4 separate regions of the Zea mays genome follow, and all the other regions are linked to region 1. The links are chromatin contacts, called in public Hi-C maps. All regions are on one chromosome and are shown on one strand. Each heading gives the region's core, a stretch centred on a gene start, on an enhancer-like site or on the middle of the called end of the contact. The rest is flanking DNA. Distances are from core to core; before and after follow the strand shown. Region 1 holds the start of LOC100285373. Region 2 holds the start of LOC100501702 (Putative WRKY DNA-binding domain superfamily protein). Region 3 overlaps LOC103636806 (eukaryotic translation initiation factor 3 subunit A-like). Region 4 holds the start of LOC100384623.

Region 1 (3,033 bases), core at 205-2,704:
CTGATGCATTGTTTCCTTGTCAACAAAAAGGGAAACAGATATCAACTATTCCCATAGGTAAAAAGGGAAATGTATGCCAAAGCTGGAAATATTGTGATGTAATTAATGGGTTATTGCTATAAGATAATTTATAGCATGATTAGTAAGTAGAACAAGTGTGTTTTAGAGAGCATGCATCGTCATCCACTGCCTATTAATGGAAAGACCATGAGAAGAATACCCAGCAGTCCAATCTCAGTTCACAAGCAGCAGGAAACATGTTATAGTTACACCAGGACTGAGTCTGATAGTGATTCGAAACCAGCACAAACAACTCCGACTACACGCTACCAAACCAAAAAAATGGGGGGAAACAAAAGGAGCGCGTGCGAGGGTGCGACAAACTCTTGCGCCACTTGAGCAACTCTATGTCAAAGGCAGATGCGGAATCACCGCATTGTTTTTCGCTCAATTGTCCTCAAACAAGCTTCTCGACAACAATGCTATGGGCATCCAAGTCAAACAGCGGGGAGCACTAGAAGCTCAGCGTAACAGTTTTTAGCGCCAAAAAAAGCTACTACATGCAAGCAATTTGAACTAATCTTGCCTGATGCGTTTAGCAGACGCTAAGCATTCGAAAATAGCAAGTGCAACCAGGTCTCCGGTCCTCCCCGAGCTGGAACTATCAACCATCCATACACCATGCAACGCCGGACCTCAGATTGCAGGCAGAGGTGTCAATTCACCAGAACCTATAACTTCGCACTACACCACAGGCTACTCTAGAACTTCTGAAGCCATGGCCACCAGGGTGCTAGTATACTCGTACTAATACACGGTACCCTTCGTCCCACGAGCAGGCAGCGAAAAGCTGGCGCGCCCCGACGGGCAAGCTCCAGCGGCGCGAGCTCGGACGACGCCGACGACTAACCCCAGCCCAGGCCCCTCGATCGAGGTCGCGGCGCGCGAGATCTAGCCCCAGCCGCGCGCGAGCAGCAGCTCCAATTGGCGGCCGGCGCCGCGGGCGAGTGGGGGGGACCGGATCACGGGATCAGCACGGCCGGCACGGTACAGTACCTCTCCTTGCGCTCCTGGATGGTCTTCATCTGCGAACGGTAGTGGTTCTCGATGAACTTCTTCGCGGCGGCGACGCGCTCCATGGTGAGGGTGGACCCCACCGCCGCCTCGGCGGGCGCCTCCCCCTCCGCTTCCCCTTCCCCTTCCTCCGCCACCGCCGCGAGCGGTTCGGCGGCGGCGGCGGGGATCGCCGCGGCGGGCGCGTCCGCCATCTCGCTCTCCATCCCCAGCAGTTCCCCCACACAGGCACACACACACCCCACAGCTGGCCTGGCACTCCCTCTCTCTCTCTCTGTCCCTCTCTTTCTCTTTTTTTCCCCCTCACAGAACAGAAGCGGCTGTATTCGGTCTCTCCCTCTCCTTTTTGCCCCTCGATTTCTGGGCCTCACTCTTACGGGGGCGATGACGATGCTTGTCGCTCGCAGCGCGCGCGGGGGCCGCTTATATACATACACTCATACAGCGCTGGATCGCGTTAACTAATCGGACTTTTTCGTGGCAGGTTAGAGGAAGTTTTAATGAAATGGGGAGAGCTCAAAGCTCGGTCCACGGACAGACGCCCGGAGGCAAGTGGGGGTATAGTACAGCTCCTCCAGCTGGAGTAAATGTTGTTTTCCTTGTGTTTGGTTTTTGTCTTTGCTTGCGCTGGGGTACGTATCTTTACCTGCCTGCTTTGGAGTCTTCGATCAGCAGATGGATGGATGGATGGATGGATGGATGGATGGAATGACAGGCACCGTTCTGCTATGCTTTCAAGAAAGAAAGAAAAAACATAGAATTTAATGCATCCAGATACTTTAGCACGGCACACTGAAATTCAGAACACCGTAGCGTTGGTCTAAAAAGTGTTTTTGAATCCAAACAAACAAGACCTCAGGCACGACAGCATCAGATGGACCATGGACGGACCTGAAGCAGGCAGCACGGGCTGGGTCAAAGTTTTCCGCGGTGTTGGTGGGGCACGTGGACCGCGGCCGGCCTTCCCGCCCCGGTACCCCTCCCTGATCCTGTCTGTCCCTGATGAGCGCCAGCAGCATGCGTGTCCCGTGATCCCGTCCAGTGTCCAGCACTGCACATGGGGGAGCCCATGCGTCGCCTGATCACCCAGTAAAAACCGTGGCGGGTTTTTTTTCCCCTTTTCAGTGAGTGCAGTGAGGAACTGAACGGCGCCCCGGGTATGCAGTTGCCATGATTACCATATGATGGAAACCTCGGTTATTTGCAGCAAGCAAACGGAAAGTAACACGTCAATTGTTACGAACATGCTTCAGTAATTATGTCATCGGACGTGTACGCTGTGGCGCACCCGGGTTGACTTGCAGGTTCCGATGAGCCTCACCTCGACCGCGTTTACGTCGACCGGCTCGGCCTCGTTGACTCCCCTCCGGGCCCGGGCTCCTCCGCCTTGTTCAGTTGTTCCCCCTCCCGAACCGGCCGCCGGACAAGGACCGCGCGCGCCTTGGACGGATCTCATGCATCATGCATCGGGCATTCCGGCTGCTCCGTCCTTGTCCGGAAGGAAACCAGACGACGCGACGCGGCGGATGTGTGGTCCCGCGGAAGAACGAGTTGTCTCGTGCCCTGCGGACCTGCGGTTGGCGCCGAACCGAGATCTGCTGCAGGCGAGGCGAAGCGAGCCGCGGCTCGGGACGGCGGCATGCCAGGTTGCCCGCGCGCCGGACCCGGAGCAGGGGCAGCGCCTCGCGTCGCGCGCCACGCGAGAAAAAAATAATGCGACCGGCCAGCCTGGTGCGGACAGACGGGCGGATCCGTCAGCCGCTCCCCCCGCAGGCCGCAGGGCAGGTGCGTGCGTGCCAGCCCAGCTCAGATGCCAGCCAGCACGAGGAGGCGGGAGTTTTTTTTAGCTACGTCTCCATCAGATCCCCCTCTCTCGATCTCTTTTCCAGATCCGTAAAAAAAAACTCTCCCGATACAGAGAGGATCCAGCAGCAACATTTTTCTGCAACCTCTATTCGC
Region 2 (3,033 bases), core at 148-2,647, 180 kb before region 1:
CTCGTATGATAAAACCACTAAAATAAAAGTTGTAGATCTCTAAAAGTTATGAAACTTTGTAGTTGACAACTTTTTTATTTGAACTCATTTCGGTTCTCAAAAATTGAATCTAAGTATGGCAAATTTAAAATTCAAATTTTGCAAACTACCTCGGATGAAAAAAGTGTCAAAATAAAAGTTGTAGAACTTCAAAAGTTATTTATCTTTGTAGTTGACAACTTTTTTATTTGAATTCGTTTAGGGTCTCAAATAAGCAATTTACACTCAAATGGTTGTAATATGTGGATAAAACAACTACAAACTAGACACAAGTCATGTCATAGACGGAGTGGTAGTGGAGGGTACGCGCGAGGGTGAGGTCTACGGTTCGATTCCTCACAACCGCGTAGCGCGCGAAAAATGCCGCGACTTGCGACTTCGACGGAGACGATTTGCACTGGCGGTTTTATTACGTCGACCGCCAGTGAAAATCGATTTTCACTGGCGGTCTTCAGTTACCCGCCTGTAAAAATGGTGATTTCTACTGACCTCTAGCACTGGCGGTTACGAAAAACGTCACTGTAAATATGTTTAGGACCGTCAGTATAGAGCTTATCTGTACTAGTGATTCCTCAATATCTCGATCGGTTGCTTCTTCGTTCTTCTTCAACTTGCTTGCTGGCAGAGGTACGGTAGCGCCGCGCCGGCCGTACGAAAGTCAACAGCACGCCCTAAACAATCGCTGGACGCCCGTACGGGCCGGCCGCCGGGGTTCCTGATGCGTTCGTACGCCGGCCGCCGGGAGCCAACATGTATGAACGCATGCGTCCTTTTGTCAGCTCCGATCAAGCTAGCGCGGCGGGCAGCAGCGGCTAACCGCCGGATCCATGGCCATGGCCCGAGCGTCTCGGTAGGCGTCACCGGAGCAGCTAGGTAGGTATAGGTAGGAGCACCTCGATCGCCCCTTGATTGTGCGCGCCGCGCGCGTGGACCAGCGTAACGCGGCGGCTGCGACGACACGCAGAGGACACGTTGGGAGACCGCAGCGACGACGTACGGCGAGGACGTCGACGGGGGACGACGAGCGTCGTCTATTCTATTGCGCGCGCGGGGCCCGGCGGTGCGGCGTGGCGTGGGCCAGCTAAGCCAGTTGACATTTTCTGATGCGCCATGCGCCCACGCCCGGTCCAGCCGTAATACCGTATGGACGAGAGTCGAGAGGACGAGGACGACGACGACTGAACCGTGATAGGCTCGGCCACTGGGATTCGTTGAAGCATCCACCATTTGTTTATCCCATGCGAGTCAGAAACTGCAGGCTAGCTAGCTTGTTGGTCTAGGCCCGGCCCTCTCGTTTTCCTTCTTTATAAGGACGAACTGGGGGGTAGATCGAGAGGTACTACGACTACGCCCCGGCCAGGACAAGGGCATTGCTTGCCGAAAGCTCGGGAAGGGGTAGGGGGTTGCCGCCGTTGCCATATGGAGGTCGCCGTCGTCGAAGGGCCGCCGCCGCAGGTGATGAAGGAGGAGAACCGGCCCGACGCCAAGCCAGAGATCGCCGCGTCGGTATGATCGAATTCACACACGTGCATGTTCCGTGTCCTTTTTCTTTCGTTCTTCTTTTTTGGTTTCGTCTAATTAGTTCTTCAGCGCAAAGGGAAACTAGAGAGATCTGAGCACGGACGACGTCCTCTATTTATGGATGCAGATGGTAGGAACCGCTCTTCCGATAGTCTTCGAAAGCTTTCCATCATCGACGCAAAGAGATGCGGCCGGCAAGAAGCGGGAGGAACAAGAACAACGCAGGCTGGAGGCGGCCAGAGCGGAGATGGGCGAGGTGCGGGAGGAGAACGAGCGCCTCAAGTCGACGCTGTCCCGCATCGTCAGCCAGTACCAGTCCCTGCAGATGCACTTCCTCGACGTCGTCAAGGTGCACGAGCAAGCATCTGCAGCCAAAGCGGAGAAGCTCCCCGTGGCGCCGGCTCCCGCGCCTCCGCCTCCCGCCACCACCGGCACCGACGACCCCGACGACCTCGTCTCTCTGAGCCTCGGCACGAGGGCGAATAGCGGTGGCGGCGCACCACGCCGCAAGGGCCACGAGAGGTCGGCGTCCTCGTCTGGCACCGCTGATGAGATGACCACCGCCGGCGCCGACGACGAAGGCCACCGGCTCTCCCTCGGGCTCGGCTTCGGGCGCGGTAGCGGGCTGCCGGCGTCGACGGTGGCCACGGACGACGACAAGGCCAGCCACGCGTCCGTCCGGAACTTGAGCTCCGACAGCAGCGGCAGCGCCGACTACAACGACAACGCCAAGCCTGCTGACCTGGCCGCCGCGGGCACCGCTCGTAAGAGCCCGAGCGCCGGTGCCGGCGACGGATCAGCTGACGACGAGGTGCAGCAGCAGGCCAAGAAGGCTAGGGTTTCCGTCAGAGTCAAATGCGATACACCCACGGTACGTGACAATAATACCTAGGCTTATGAAACTTGAGAAAATTGTCCACAGTGGCACACAGTGTTAGGTTATTCCTGACCTAAAAATCTTTTTTTTTTTTTTTGGTTTCGGTGGCCATCAATCAGATGCCCGATGGCTGTCAATGGCGGAAGTACGGGCAGAAGATCTCCAAGGGGAACCCGTGCCCGCGCGCCTACTACCGCTGCACGGTGGCGCCGCAGTGCCCGGTGAGGAAGCAGGTGCAGCGGTGCGCGGAGGACACGTCGATCCTGATCACCACGTACGAGGGCGCGCACAACCACCCGCTCCCGCCGGCAGCGACGGCCATGGCGTCCACGACCTCCGCGGCGGCGGCCATGCTCACCTCGGGCTCCACCAGCTCCGCCGCCTCGGCCTCGCTCGTCCACGGCCACCACCACCCGCTGGCGGCCGCCGCCGCCGGGCTGTTCGGCCCCACCACCATGGTCTCCACCGCCGCGTCCTGCCCCACCATCACTCTCGACCTCACCTCCCCCGCGACCGCGCCGCACACCCTCATGCACTCCTCGCCCTACGGGTTCGAGTCCAAGGCGGTCCCGGCGGCGTGGAGCAGCGGGTACCTG
Region 3 (3,033 bases), core at 184-2,683, 160 kb after region 1:
TGCACCGGACACTGTCCGGTGGCACACCGGACAGTCCGGTGCGCCAGACCAGAGGAGCCTTCGGTTGCTCCTTTGCTCTTTTGTTGAACTCAATACTTGGTCTTTTTATTGGCAAAGTGTGAACCTTTTGCACCTGTATAACTTATACACTAGAATAAACTAGTTAGTCCAAAGATTTGGGTTGTGCAATTTAACCACCAAAATTATATAGGAACTAGGTGTAAGCCTAATTCCCTTTCAGGACCTGCATGCCATCATGTACCTTGAAGGCTCTAAAACTGAGAAACTCATGTTTGATCTTCATTAGGCCACACTAAAAATGTGAATCTCCCTGCCTCCATTCCACTTGGGATAATGGGGTTGATCCAAGGTATTTATTCCAGAGAAATTGTTGTCACATCCCATCCGAGTGCAGAAGATTGAAGAGCCATTTACCAAGTAGAGCAGAGTTTTTAATACTCAAATCATGGATACCTAAACCTCCTTAGTTTTTAGGTTGACTGAGTACCTTCCACTTTACTAGTCGGTATTTTTTTCTTGTGTTCGTCTTACTCATCCTCATATATCATTTCAAACTCTAGTTGTAAACAGTGCAAAATAGCGCAAGCCTTTATTGAATGAGCCGGGCCGAAATTGCCAAGAATGGTCTTCAAATTTCGAAGAATAGTCTTAACATGACTCTCTAGCAAGAAAGCTATGATCTGTTCCTGATACCCTACCAGGTTGGGGTGAAAACGGTCAAGATATACCATGTTCCATTCTGCACCAATTTCTACATTGATTCGTTCGAATTCGTACTTATGGATATTCCAACCGTTTCGTTTTAGACAAATGTGAAAATGGAACGGAAACCGTATGTGCATTCTTCCGATCATTTTTACTTTTTCTGTTTTTAGTCTGGATATCCCATTTTTATTTGTATATAATATCATGTATTAGATAATATAATGAATAAATCATAGACAACGATGTTTTCATTTTATTTATTAGCTATATGCTTATTATAATATATTGTCTTTATATGTCTAAATAAGATATTTTAATTGATCATAATGCCACTTTATTTTTATGTTCTATAAGACAATGTTTTCATTTTTTACGACAGATTCTGATCCGTTGTCGATTTATTCCGTTCGTTTGGTTTGTTTTTTTTGTCATTCAGTATTTCCGCTATTCTCGTTTCCGATGGTTTCATTTTCGAGCTTGTTTTCTAAATAAAATATGAATATGAAAACAGGTTATTCCGACAAATCACGTCCGTTATTATCTCTAGTGCCAGGGCAGCACACCCCATTGTCTGTTCTTGAGGTACCATTAGTATTTTTTTTGTGCCACATGCAGAACCAATTATGAGTATGCCCCAACCCCGTCGACAACATAGTGATGAACTTGGGATAGGCATGGCTTGTTTCGGTCAGGTCAGCCAACAGAATTCTGATGATAATCAAGTAATGCTGATGGTAAAAAGGCTTCCTAGAAAGCATTATGGCGCCTACCCCTACAGGTAATGCCAAAAATAATGGAGACTCTATTCCATGCTCCGGTGGAATGTGACCATGCCAGAATGTTTTGGAGTAAGGTAAAGGAGCCTGAAGGGAGATGGGCGACAAAAAATGACCAAATTTTGGATCTTTTAACATTCTATGAAAAGATTAGTAGATGAAACGCAATGTTTCTAGATTTCCAAACAAGTTCACACCAACGGAACATGTTGACGCCACCACTGGGAGAAGTTTCATTTCAACTGTCAATGTGCAAACCTTTTTATTGGCAATATAGGGAACAATCAAACAATACCGCATAACATCTGACTGCCATCAGCTACAGAGAACAGAACATTTATCAGAATTTTAATCGAGTAGTAGCCCGTGTTTCAGTTGTCTTAATCGTTACTCAGGAAAGTAAGCCATCAGTTTGGGTACAAGATACGATAATTGACGACTTTATAGTTAGACAACCAAACCGTATCACAACCCAACTGCAAAACGGAACTCGTGCCAGACATCAACATCCAAAGACATGAGAACAAATATATGAACCAATAAAAACATCATAAAATGCAGTCAGCAACTACCGACAATATGCATGGAGTATAGTGAACGGTAAGGTGCGATAGCCTATGAGACAAGCTCCAAAATTATAAATGTAGTCAGCAAAATAAAAAAAAAAGGATCAGTTATGTGCCCGCCCCCAGGTTGACGAAGAGGTTGAGGAATATCTTGATGGACGCCAGCGGTCAGTAGACGGAGGAGGGCCATCTTGGCGGGGTGGGGGTGCATCCTGTCGTGCAGGAAGACCATCTTGCCTTTTAAATTTGGGAATATATTTATTAGAAGAGGGAGCAGCACCTGCCTCAGACCCCTTTAAGAGCTTCTCCCTATTCGCCTTTGCCTTCTCCTCCAACTCTATCTCTCTCAATCGCTGCTTTTCAGCAATAGCATCAAGATTAGCTTTCCTTTCAGCCTCTTCTCTCTTCCTCCTCTCTTCCTCTGCATCAATATATCAATAATATGGATGAATTAGGATTTGAATCCTTAAGTACCACTTGGCCAAATATGGAATAAGATATAGAAACAGAGCCATATTCAGTTACACCATAGCAAATACTCCCTCTGTCCCACATTAGAATTCGTTTTAGCACTTAGGTTTTTATGCTTCTTGTTGCTTAAGTACCAAAAATCAAATACTCCCTCTGTCCCACAATAGAATTTGTTTTAGCACTTAGGTTTTATGTCTATATTCAAATTCAAATAAATGATGATGAACCTAGACACATACACAAAACATAATACATTAATTATTGTTTGAATCCAATAAAATGCTAAAACGAATTTTAAATTGGAACAGAGGGAGTAGATTTTATGCTATTTGTTGCTTAAGTACCAAAAATCAATGATGGTTAGTCTTGGATTGGATCGAACAGGGAACTCTTCGTATAATGACCAGAAACTAATTTTAGTATTTGCACTGTGGAAAAATACAAAACCGAAGATTACCAAATTCAGATCATTATTAACAAGATATTAAAAACCA
Region 4 (3,033 bases), core at 167-2,666, 160 kb before region 1:
GCTCTTATTGATCATAGATTTTTTTCCCTAGCAAAGAGTCTAGCAGCTTGGTCAGTATCAGTATATATTCAGTAAAGTGCAGCGAGATATATACGTGAACTGTATTAATTATTAAATAAAAAAGGAACGCTGAGCTAATCAGAAACAGTCTCGGTGTGTGGGTATGTATGTATGTCTAACTGTAACGGTAGTACACAGTACAAACTACGCAAACCCCGAAAAACGTGGCTCGATCGTCTCGATCTCCACGTTGGCGAACATTCTAGCTAGCTACATGATCCGTATACGTGCGTGTAGCTGATGATGGATCAGTAGGACTACTCCGACGAGTGAGCCGCCGCCGCGGCGTGCCGGTGCAGCTGCGCCTCCCACGCGTCAAGAGCTGCGCTCCAGCTGGGCGCTGCCACCGGAGGCGAGTAGTGCGCTGCGCCGCGCGGCGGAGGCGGCGGGCAGAGGTAGGCGGCGCCCGGCGCGGCGTGGTTGTGGACGCCGTCGTAGGTGGTGACGACGTAGCGCGGGTCGTCGCTGTCCCGCTCCACGCGCTTCTTCACGCCGCAGCCCTCCGCCGAGCACCGGTAGTAGTTCCTGCACGCACGCACGGCGCGGCGCGGCGATCAGCACGTCGTCGTCAAGCTTGCATGCATGAGCGTGACAATGGAACGGAATTGAAGTGGTCGTCGGAGTCGGTGGCGCCATGTGCGCCAAGCTAGCTAGTGTTGTATTCTGCTACTGTACCTCGGGTTGGGGCTGCTCTTGACCGCCTTCTTGCCGTACTTGCGCCACTTGAAGCCGTCGTCAAGCACGTCCACCTCCGACCTGGTCCGGAACCCGATCCGTGACGCCGGCCGGGGCCGGCCGCCGCCGTTCCCAGTACCGCCAGCTGGTCCGCCCACCGGCCTCCTCCCGTCGCCTTCGACGCCATAGTTCCTGAAGCCCCAGCCAAACCACAGGTACGCAACTGATGGGATGAGCATTGAGTATAGCCGCTGCCACGGCGTACGTTACGTGTGACGCGACGCAACGACGGCGACAGCGCACATTATTAGCACGCAAGCTAGCTGCTAGTAACAGCACGTATGTACGCGAACTTACAGCAGGCTCGTCATGCCATTGTCGAACACCGGCGGCGAGCAGTAGGCGCCGCCCATCTCCTGGCCGAACTGGTAGCAGCAGTCGTCAGCCATGGTGGCGGCGCGCGGCGGGAACTCGACGACGAGGTCGCCGGGTGGTGGTGCGAGGTAAGCGTAAGCAGCGCCGGCCGGCGGGTAGGCGGCGGCGTAGAACGGGGCCGCCTCGTGGGCGAGTCCTAGCGAGGCCGCCATGTAGAGTAGAGTAGTAGGCACGCACAGGCACAGGGAACACCGACGACCGTGGAGCTAGCGATGAGCTGCTGCTGCCGTTGCGCTGCGCGGTGTGACCAGTGACGACGGGGGGTGGATATGTATTCCATCTGCTAGCCCCGTGTCAAGCTCGCCAATTTATAGTGGCGCCCGAACGGCGCTGCTGGCACATCGTCGTCTGTGGGACTGCTCCTATCCTAGGTACGTACAGTGGCGCTAGCTGATGATGAGGCAATCGAAGAGCTCAAGTGGTGTCTCTGGAACTGGAAGCGAAGCGGGACGAACGAGGCAGCGAGCACGCAGGCGTCTTCATGGATGTTTCACAACACGGCGGCAGCGCCACGCAGAAGGTTCGCTCGACTCGACTCGCAGGATGCGTCTGTTGTCTGCGTGCACGTGTCGATTGGCGTGACCAACTTTTGGAGTTTTCGACGGGACAAGCTGCTGCTGCTGGCTAGTGAGGAAGGTAGCTAGGAGAGTACGTAGGAGCCGGGAGCCGGGAGCCGAGAGCCGAGTGCACCGGGCGCCGGCGGTGTTGGTTCCGCGCGTGCGGCCCGGCCGGGCACTCGGGCAGTGACTGGCCAGCACGCTACTACTACTACGACGACGTCGTCGTCGTCGTCAGGTCCAAAATAGCGTCCGGGCCGGGGTCTGGATAGTCCGGATGGGTAGGTCGATCGAGCGCATTAGCACTTTGGGCCTGGTCAGGCGCCGGGGCAAGCGACACCTGTCAGGCCGCTTCAAATCCATCGCTTGACTATTGACTACCGACGACGACGGAGCTGGTCTGTCTCCCGTTTGTCCGGCGATCGACCGAACGAGATCGGCGGCCGGTTCCACGCGCGCCGTGCAGCAGCAGAGACCAGAAAAGCAGCCGTGCCGACGTCCGGGTGCATGAACCGTCGTGGCACGGTAAAAAAAATACTCCTAGCTACTACGACTGGTAGCAGTAATTAAGCCAGCTGTGCGCTGGCCGCTGGGTCTGGATCACTGCTAGTAGCTCACTAGCTCTCGTGCGTGCGTGCGGTAGGCGACGGGCGACAGCGATTTGTGCCGCGCGCACTTACGTAGAATTAAATGAATCTTGCATTGTTAACTTCACGATGGATGCGTTGTTTATACATAATATGTGGTACATTCCTATTACTAGGTCAAGTTATATATGGGCCCGTTAGGTGGCACGTGGCTCGGTACGGTGAGGAAGGGCCTAGAGTCGGCTCGGCACACTGACTGTCGTGCCAGCCCGACCTGTCGTTTGTGTCGGGCTTGGACTCGTTGCTAGTGCCGGGCTTGGGCCGCTAGGCGAGCCCACAGTGAAAGCCTAAGCACGCTAAACAGGTCGGTCCGGCTAAGGCCCGCTAATAGTGGGTTAACCCATCGTCCCACCGTCCGACCTCGTCCCTGCCTATCACTCGTGTACGTCGCTCTGCCATAAGTTCAGAACCCAGAACCCTAGCACCTCGTCGCCTCATCCCTCCCTTGTGTACGCTGCCTCCATCGTAGCCGCCTTCGCCTCACGGTCTCGCCTCTCCTTCCGGTGTTGACGGAAGTTGATCCTCTACTGCTCTCCCTCACTCTCTATCCCTGTCTCCCCCTCACTCAGACTCATGACCCAAGCTCTAAAGCAATACAACTCATAATAGATATAGAGTATTACCAGCGACGGTCCTGACAAATTAGGGGCCCAGGGCCA

The links. Hi-C and Micro-C count contacts between places; a contact is called where the count stands out from the background.
Region 2: a contact with region 1 is called in a Hi-C map of bundle sheath, with 2.7 times the contacts expected there. The contact joins the promoter of LOC100501702 here to the promoter of LOC100285373 in region 1. A contact is called at or near these places in 6 of 25 Hi-C or Micro-C datasets (bundle sheath, ear, endosperm and 2 more).
Region 3: a contact with region 1 is called in a Hi-C map of endosperm, with 2.7 times the contacts expected there. The contact joins the enhancer-like site here to the promoter of LOC100285373 in region 1. A contact is called at or near these places in 2 of 25 Hi-C or Micro-C datasets (endosperm and leaf).
Region 4: a contact with region 1 is called in a Hi-C map of bundle sheath, with 2.2 times the contacts expected there. The contact joins the promoter of LOC100384623 here to the promoter of LOC100285373 in region 1. A contact is called at or near these places in 6 of 25 Hi-C or Micro-C datasets (bundle sheath, ear, endosperm and 3 more).

The regions. Positions count from the first base shown.
Region 1 is chr8:20,285,261-20,288,293 of Zm-B73-REFERENCE-NAM-5.0, reverse strand. It overlaps LOC100285373, which reads right to left and starts at 1,454. Exons shown (of 13, transcript NM_001372211.1): 1 at 1,057-1,454. The coding sequence starts at 1,280.
Region 2 is chr8:20,465,037-20,468,069 of Zm-B73-REFERENCE-NAM-5.0, reverse strand. It overlaps LOC100501702 (Putative WRKY DNA-binding domain superfamily protein), which reads left to right and starts at 1,397. Exons shown (of 3, transcript NM_001362816.1): 1 at 1,397-1,545; 2 at 1,688-2,431; 3 at 2,557-3,033. The coding sequence starts at 1,459.
Region 3 is chr8:20,124,366-20,127,398 of Zm-B73-REFERENCE-NAM-5.0, reverse strand. It overlaps LOC103636806 (eukaryotic translation initiation factor 3 subunit A-like), which reads right to left. Exons shown (of 14, transcript XM_020543271.3): 14 at 1,927-2,489. The coding sequence ends at 2,173. Among protein-coding and RNA genes, the nearest start is that of LOC103636806, 11 kb to the right of the region's middle. Within about 2 kb of position 1,433, at least 3 of the 20 cell types and tissues checked have an H3K27ac peak or open chromatin away from gene starts, as enhancers often do. A contact at or near this core is called in endosperm, where this site is marked.
Region 4 is chr8:20,445,970-20,449,002 of Zm-B73-REFERENCE-NAM-5.0, reverse strand. It overlaps LOC100384623, which reads right to left and starts at 1,416. Exons shown (of 3, transcript NM_001357541.1): 1 at 1,093-1,416; 2 at 736-927; 3 at 137-585. The coding sequence starts at 1,322. The coding sequence ends at 318.